Regions from separate parts of the Mus musculus genome. Here region 2 is linked to region 1. A link is a contact called in public Hi-C data. All regions are on one chromosome and are shown on one strand. The core of a region is the stretch at or near the end of the contact, and the rest is flanking DNA. Distances in the headings are between cores, read along the strand shown.

Evidence for each region. Hi-C and Micro-C count contacts between places; a contact is called where the count stands out from the background.
Region 2: a contact with region 1 is called in a Hi-C map of uterus, with 4 times the contacts expected there. The contact joins two enhancer-like sites. A contact is called at or near these places in 1 of 39 promoter capture datasets (the 3T3-L1 cell line), 4 of 484 Hi-C or Micro-C datasets (the 3T3-L1 cell line, cerebral cortex, cortical neurons and 1 more) and 1 of 9 other capture datasets (embryonic stem cells).

Annotation. Positions count from the first base shown.
Region 1 is chr6:143,314,003-143,318,127 of GRCm38.p6, reverse strand. No RefSeq gene overlaps it. Among named protein-coding and RNA genes, the nearest start is that of 4930407I02Rik, 55 kb to the right of the region's middle. Within about 2 kb of position 2,112, at least 6 of the 459 cell types and tissues checked have an H3K27ac peak or open chromatin away from gene starts, as enhancers often do. A contact at or near this core is called in uterus, where this site is marked.
Region 2 is chr6:143,861,020-143,865,144 of GRCm38.p6, reverse strand. Sox5 (SRY (sex determining region Y)-box 5) reads left to right here. Exons shown (of 15, transcript NM_011444.3): 11 at 3,616-3,761. Among named protein-coding and RNA genes, the nearest start is that of Gm52484, 31 kb to the left of the region's middle. Within about 2 kb of position 2,319, at least 15 of the 459 cell types and tissues checked have an H3K27ac peak or open chromatin away from gene starts, as enhancers often do. A contact at or near this core is called in uterus, where this site is marked.

The DNA.
Region 1 (4,125 bases), core at 863-3,362:
AGGAAAGGAAAGGAAAGGAAAGGAAAGGAGGTGTCGAAAGGAAAACAAGCCAAAGAGACCTACATGTCTGGAATGAAAGCATCATCTAAGTAGGAAGCCAAATCCTAGTCCTATCACAGTCTGTGCAATCAAGAGAACTACGGTGGCAGCATCTTCCTGCTTAATACAGGGTCTGGTTCTAGTTACAACAGTGGACCAAAGCCCTCTCTCGCCTACTATTTTAGGATGCAAATATAATTGTGGCACATGACATTTAGACAGTACCTCAAAGATCATCAGCTCTTCAGATATGACAGTGATAACGTCAGAGGTCAGAGATGTGGGATGTGATTCTACAGAGGGACAAGAGGTCATCAGGGTTGAAACCACAGGAAGCCATCACATCCAGGACGCCTTCAGGCCCAGAAGGATGGGTACAGCTATGAAAAAAGACGAGACTGTAGCCATGGAGATAGGGCAGGTGCCTCCTAGAGTAAGTAATCAGACAAAATTGTGACTACCTAATGAGAGAAACAGACAAATGTAAGGACACCCCAGAATTAAAGACTGGAGTTTCATCCCATAACCCAGAAAGTAAACAGAAAACCATGATAAGGAGTCAGTGCCAAAAAAAAAAAAAAAGGACAGGGGAGAGGCAGAGGGAGGATCTGGAGATCTAGACAGACAAAAAAAACAAAAAACAAAAAGCAAAAAACCACGTGTCCCATGCATCCTCTCAAATCCAGAATCTAGAGTCAATGTTGTGTGGTGTGTGTGTGTGTACATGTGTGTACATGTGTGTACATGTTTGTGTCCACAGTGTACACATGAATGTGTATATATGTGTATGCATGTGAGTGTGCATGAGTGTGTGTGCACATACATTTAGAATATGAAAGTAAGAGAGTATGAAGGGGAAAAGGGAATTAGAGAGTGTAATACCTGTGAGATGAGAGCAGAAAGGACACCGCTTGGAGGGAGGAAAGGGACCAGTAAGGGGATGGGGATTGGGGCGGGCAGTGGAGGAGAGAGAGAGAAGCAAAGTATACTAAGTATTTAAGAGCTCATACTGCTCTTGCAGAGGACCCGAGTTCCCAGCACCCACATAAGGTGGCTCACAATGCTCTAACCCCAGCTCCAAGCATATACACCACTGTGCACACACAAACATGCACACACACACACACAAAGAAAAACCTGACACCCTCTTCTGGCTTCCGTAGGCACTACACACACTGGGTGACACGAACTCAGGCACATACATAAAATCTTTAATGTCATCCTCTTAGCTCACCCACGTCCCCTCGACCATCAGTGCATTTTAAGTGTTTCCTGGACAAATCCACATTTTCTGATAACAAACATAAACACTTGCTAAATAGTCATAGTACGTATCTACTACATAAAGACTTGGGTTTTCGTTGACACGGGGTATTCTGTGTCCTCCAAGGACTAGGGAGAAAAACACGTGGCAAGCTCAAAGGAATCTGTCTTCTGACTGACAATTTTAAATCTAAAAATAAAGGATTTTTACTTGATCACATCAGGTGCTGTCTTCTCACTGTGTGTTAAGTAAAATTCTTGCTGAGTTTAGTTTCGGTCAGAAAAACATAAAATCACATCTTGTAGGAATTTTTATACTAAATAATTTTAAGTTAATAAGTTTTTAGCAGGCCAAAAGAAGCCTGGAGGCTTATAAATGAACGTGATTAATCAATGATTTGTACTTCAGGCTCTTCAGTTCCTCCTCCAATCTGTCACCAAGACTTTTATCTTTGAATTTCAGAATAAAAATCATAAACTATTACTTGGGAAACAGTCAGGAGCAGGGAGCCAATCAAACGCTCTGGGTAATTCTTTTGATATTTTATCAGCCGGGTTTTAATAGCTACACAGGAACTGCATGTTGATGCTTTGAGATAGTCTCAGGCACAGACACGGAGGACCATAGCTGATGAAACGACCAAACATCAACAATGGAAAGACCTCCAGGATGCTCACAAGAACATCACAGAGGCGGGAAGTGAGCGGCCGGCCAGCATACAAACAAATGCTGGACTCTGTTTATGTCTTCCTTCCTCTGGTGAGACGGGAGACTTGCTTTGTGCCTTGTTCCTCACGTGGTCCAGTTTAAGATCCTCCTGGCTTGTAAAAGATGGCTTGTGCAATCCACTGGAATACCTCCAAGGAGGGAAAGAGATAGGAAGAGGAAATCAAGACACTTAGACCAGAACAAGAGGTTCCGTACGCAATGGCCTTGGTGGAAACCTTCCAAGCCCCCATCCCTGTCTCAAATTCTGTTTATTATGTTATGATAAATGTTGTGAAGATGGAGTTCCTTCAGAATGATCTGTATTTTTCCCAAGGATCAGTGTATCAGAGAATGGTAAGAATAATGAAAATTTCTCTGAAGTCTTGTTCTTATTCTCAACCCTTTGGTCACCTTAAGATCACCCATGGGAGAGGGACTTAATAAGGAGAAACAAGTTCAGTGTAGAATATATAAATGCATAAAACATTTTAAAAATTTTTCTTAACTTTTAAAAATTCTAAGTAACTACAAAGCCAACTGAGAGAGTTTCTAAGAACCCTGTAGCAAAGACCTGTCCCTTGGACAATTTGTTGAGCCTTTCCCAGGGGCTCACCAGAGCAGGAGTGACAGTCATATGCACACAAACTATGAAGTAAAGGAAAATATCTGAGAGGTCTGGGGACTCAAGACCCAGGCCTGCTCATGGTGTGCTGTGCCAAGCCAAGAATCCTATTGCAACCCTGTTTCCTTCTGTTTGCCTCTCTACTAGTTTTTCCCAAAGTGAGCTTCCAGGGCCACAGGTGAAGGAAGCAGCTATTCTAAACACAGTGCATCCCAGAGGACCAATCTATTCCTTCAGAGCGCTTCTATAGACCCATAATGCCCAGGGGTCTACCGTCTTCTCAACCCACAGCATATAGGTAAATATACCAACACCAGCATCCGTATGCCCAGACCAGAGCTTTTCAAAAACATTCCTCATCTTAAAGGCGAGGCTCTAGATATGAAACGTGTAACTTATTTTATAAACTTTGCATTTGCATACATTTTTGGAAACCACCAGTTTCCAAAATTTAATACGTGATACTTAAATTTCTCTTTATATCTCTTTAAATCTTACTTATATGAGCTTAAAATTTCACCTTCAATTGTTAGGAGTTGATAGTACCACTCAAGATATTCATTCCCTGATTGAAAACAGACACCCCCAACAAAAGCCAATTAGTCTAAGACTATGTCATATGCTCAATAATAGTAATAATGTATCCCACTGATAGCTACACAGACCAACTACATTTCCTGAGATTTGATGAATCACTGATGATTAAGAAGAGCAGGGGATGTTGTTCTACGGTACTTTTCCTCCAGTCTTAACAAGATTCCATCTGGGACTGAGACTTTGTAGCCATGGCAACTAAAGCAGACCAATGCAGGGCCAGGTAGGTGTATGATGGTGGTAATAGGGCTATTGACACTTCTAGACCATGGGGAAAGGCAGGGACAAAAGACCTTTACCTGAGATCTCCTTCCTCCAGCTGGAGTGACCTTAGGAGATACCTGAGTATATAAGAAGTGGGAGATTAATTGAAAGTGTGACTCCATGAAGCAACACCCACAGGACACCATACATGTTTGAGTGGGACATTTTGATGAAGATGCTGTAGTTTGGGAGTTATCTGTGCTCCTGCATGTAACCCCTCAACCAGCCTCAGTCTCTCAAAAAGCCCACCACATTAGACTTAGATGAAATCATACTTTGGTCTATCATGAGAAGCTATCTGGGATGAACAGACATTCATGTGTAACACACCAAGCATTATTGTATTAACAAGTAGAGAGAGAAACTACTTTAGAGAAAGTGAACAATATCAGCATGTGGGGACTAAGACAGGGCTCAGCAGCACGTGGGGGCTAAGATGGGGCTCAGCAGGTAAGAGAGCCTGCTGTTCTTGCAGAGGACCAGGTCCATGGCTTTGTTCTGAGACCTGAATCAAGCAGCTCACAGTGCCTGTAACTCCAGATTCAGCGATTTGACTCTACTAGCTCCAGTGACACATGTGTTCATACAAACAGTGACACACACATGCAAATAAATAAAAATAAAAAATCCTAAA
Region 2 (4,125 bases), core at 1,070-3,569, 550 kb before region 1:
TCAGGGCCACTTTGTAAACAAGGTGACAGCTACTGCTGCCATGGGACATTTATTATGTCTGGAGACCCTATTAACTCAGTTGTTCTTGACACCATTCGCTAATGTTGTGTCACCTGCATTTAAGCAATGAAGCAACCGAGAAAAAAGTAAGACGACCTGAACGACTGCCACGTGGCTGAGCTAAATACAGTTTTGCTTCAGGCTGGTCTAACATAGATCACGTTTTACCCCTTATTGATTGGGAAGTTGAACCAAAATTTAAGGAGCAGGTATAAAACTTTCCAGGGCAAAAATCTCAAGGTGAGGAGAAGCCCTGGGAGAAAGAGGACCTTATACCAGAACGAGTGGGTGTGGGAGCTTCCCACTGTCAGGATTCCCTGGGAGGCCATTGTGCAGGAAGGAGAAAATGCTTTGGAATCCAGCAACTCGAGGCCTTGGGAAGCAGCAGAGAGGTGTTAGCTGTGGCCAGAGAGATGAGAGGATGGGAGAGAGCACAGCCCTGGAGCAAATATAAGGAGCTTGACTGGGGGGGGGGGGAGTTAGTTAAAAATAAAATTTGAGGAAAAACTTGATTTGCTTGTTTGGAGGGAGAGGTATCCTCACACTTAAAGTTGAGGTAAGTGTGGGGATGGTTTAAAGATAAGAAACATAAATGGGGGGCAAGAAAAATCTAGAACTTTGGTCTAGGACATTTTTGATAACTGTAAAAAAGGCTATCGTGTTCAATGAAACAGGTGACAGAAATGAAGTCAGTTGGCAGGAGGAGGAAGGTAGGGAGGTCATATGTTATACTATTCACAGGTAAGTGTGCATCTACACACATACCATATATATATATATATATATATATATATATATATATATATATATATATATATATACATATGCACATACCATTGATACACATACACATACACATACACATATATATAAAATCTCCAACCATTCTTTCTAGAATCCAAGGCAAGGCAATGCAAGGACATGGGTGAAGGGAGCCAGCAGGGGAAGAAAGACATCAGCTGAGCATGCTAAAATGACACTGGACGGACACAGGGAGCAAACCCATGCCATGGCTCAACTCTGTAACATATGGTGCGGCTTTCAGAGTTAGCAGACCAGATACCAATTTTAGAATCTAACACAGCGTTACTACTGAAACACAAGGGTCTCCAAAAACAATGTTTATTTCTGAGCCAGCACCTATTTGAACCTCATCGACCCTCCCCACGGCTGGAGTGGCCCTTGCCCCACATGGGTTCAGTTCCTCACCTCACCATCATTTACATTCCCCATCTATCCATATTAACTGTTTTCCTACACAGTGCTATCTTGGCAGTCTGTAAAAAAGCTTAAAGAATTCATGCTTTTATTCAACACCATGTGCTAAACCGTTTCAAATATATTTGTGTTCTGGGGAAGCTAAACAGACCATAGAGAGACTAAATAGAGTATAAAAAGCATGCATCGCCAGGTTGAGTAGAGACAGGGGTCAGGGGCCAGGACAAGCAGACTGGTCTTTTGAGGACTGACTAAACAAGCACACCCAAGCTTATCACAGAAGGGCTGGATTGCTACCCAGAGTACGGCAGGTCGCTATGCACTGGGGAATAACATGTTGAGAGCACTGTTCATGATGCTGGGGAGAGTGTCACTGAGAGCAGGTCTATCCTCAGCCACAGACATCCACCCCAAGCAGTCCTTGGTGTGAACATCATGTGTATTTGAAGCCGCAGTTTGTTCTTTGGATCAATTGCAGTGACTATTTCTAAAAAGCACAGCAATCACTCTCAGTCCCCTCCTCCTTCTATGACCTCATCTGGGACATACTCAAGGACCCAAGAAGATGAGAGGACCAGGATTAGCCTGTGACAAGGAAAGCCAGGACCACCGAGGAACCAAACTTTACCAGTCCTCACCAGAACCGTACTATGTGGGTCTCCCTTCAGTACTCTCAGTAGAATTTTTAAGCAGCGAGAAAATATTTGATGAGTTTTTGGCAATCAGCAGGTCAGACAGAAGAGCTATGCAATGAGGGTGTGTAATCTGACATGATTAGACAAGGCTCTTTAGTACCAGAACATTCATAATGACACAAAGAAAGAGTATTAATAACACTTTCGTAGCAAGGCAGCTAGCCATTTTATATTTCCTTTCTTTAATCTTAGTGTTTTTCAACAAATCGTGGGATTTAATAGCGTGTTTTGGCAGATTAGAGGATTTATGGCCCAGATGTTTTTTGTTCTAAAAATGGATTAGGGTGTAAAGTTTGCTGGAATTCGTGGAACATGTTGAGGCAAGCCGGTCATTTTATGTGTGATTAGTGCCTGCCTTCTGTCTCACAGTCCCTCCATCTGTCACAGCTCACCAATGGATCTGGTTAGATTTAGCCTCGTGTCACAAACAAGTCCCTTTTCTGGGCAATTTCATATTACAGATCCATCTTAGGCCATTTTATGCCCCACTTAAAAGATAGGGAGTGAGCAACAGAATATTAGCCATCCTTTAAATAGTTGCAAAATGCACTGTTTTTTTTTTCTCAATTCTCCTCTACCCTAAAATAATGTTCTGTACAGTAATGCACAGCAAATAAGTCAGTGGCCAGCAGCTCCACTGGGATCAGGTTAACATCACCTCAGCCCCTCACTCAGAGTCCTTTTAGACTATTTTGGCAGAGACCTTGACTAAGCCTGGGCCAGGGAGTTTTAGACCCAAGCTGGCCATTGAGACTGAGTTAACAGAGGCCAGAGTTAATACTACCGATGATGTCTTACTGATTGCGGGTTCTTGGTCATATTGTGTGCCTGAAGTCTAGTCTCCTCATGCCTAGGACTTTAGACCCACAGGAAACCACTGCCACCTGTAGATCATGTTCACGGAAAGTGGATTTATGGGGGTGGGGGAGTGTTTCTTCCAGTCAGCTAATGACTTATCCCATCTGTCACAGACCTGATTGCACTAGCCATACACCCTGACCTGAATTTTCTGATACTCTGAGAGGGAACTGCAGTTGCTATTATCAGCGCATAGATCTTAGAGGGCAACTGACTGAACCTCCGAGTTTCATATTTTTAAACTTTGGAATACTTTACGTTTGAGGCTGAAAAGATGGCTCAATGGTTAAAAGCACGTACTACTCTTGCAGAGGAGACAAGTTTGGTTCCCAGTAGCCATCTTGGTTCACAGCTGCCTGTGACTCCAGTTGCAGGAGATCCAAGGACCTCTCCTGGCCTATGTGGACACTGCACACATACACACAGGGAGACACACACAGACATACACACATGCAAAAACACATGCATACATGCATGCACAATTCAAATCAAAATCAATCTACATTTGCAGGTATAAATTTGTGAACATTTAGAAGCAATCAGATATGCTGTGTGTGTGTCTTTCTACTGTGGATGAATGTGGTATTCTCATATATGACTGCTTGCTCATTCATTCATTCATTCATTCATTCATTCCGCATGGGTTCCATGAAGACATTAGGAACCCTCAGATCCCTCAGAACCCACCGCCTCCTCCTCACCCGCACCCCCAACCAAGTAATGACCAAAACTCAGCTTCTCCCTCTCCCATGCACTTGGTACATCTATTGTGTCTTGTTCCCAGGCTATTTAAATGACCACGATGCTGTCACCAAGGCAATCCAAGAAGCTCGCCAGATGAAAGAGCAACTCAGGCGAGAGCAGCAAGCGTTGGACGGGAAGGTGGCCGTGGTGAACAGCATAGGTCTCAGCAACTGCCGGACAGAAAAGGTCAGTGGGGGCAGCGACTTGCTCTCTCTGAGTGGCTGTGAGGAGCACTAGGATGCCTTCTTTTCTCCCATGCTTCCCTCCTACTGTCTTCAGGATGACGGCCCCTCCTTGTCACCTCCCCCACCCACAGGGAGCTCCCAGGGGCCCATCCAGGCATTAGAACACCATTGTGCATCCCCAGACCTTACTAGGGATGAACACAGCCGTTTTCCCTGCCAAGGGTGTATTAAAACGAAGTGGCATTTGAAATGCTGCATCTGAGGGGAAGTTTTGCCTTCCAGAGATGCTTAGCTCGTACTTGGGGATCAGCTGGATTTGAAAAACACGGAATCTGCTCTAGTCAGCCTAAGCTTGGATGATACCC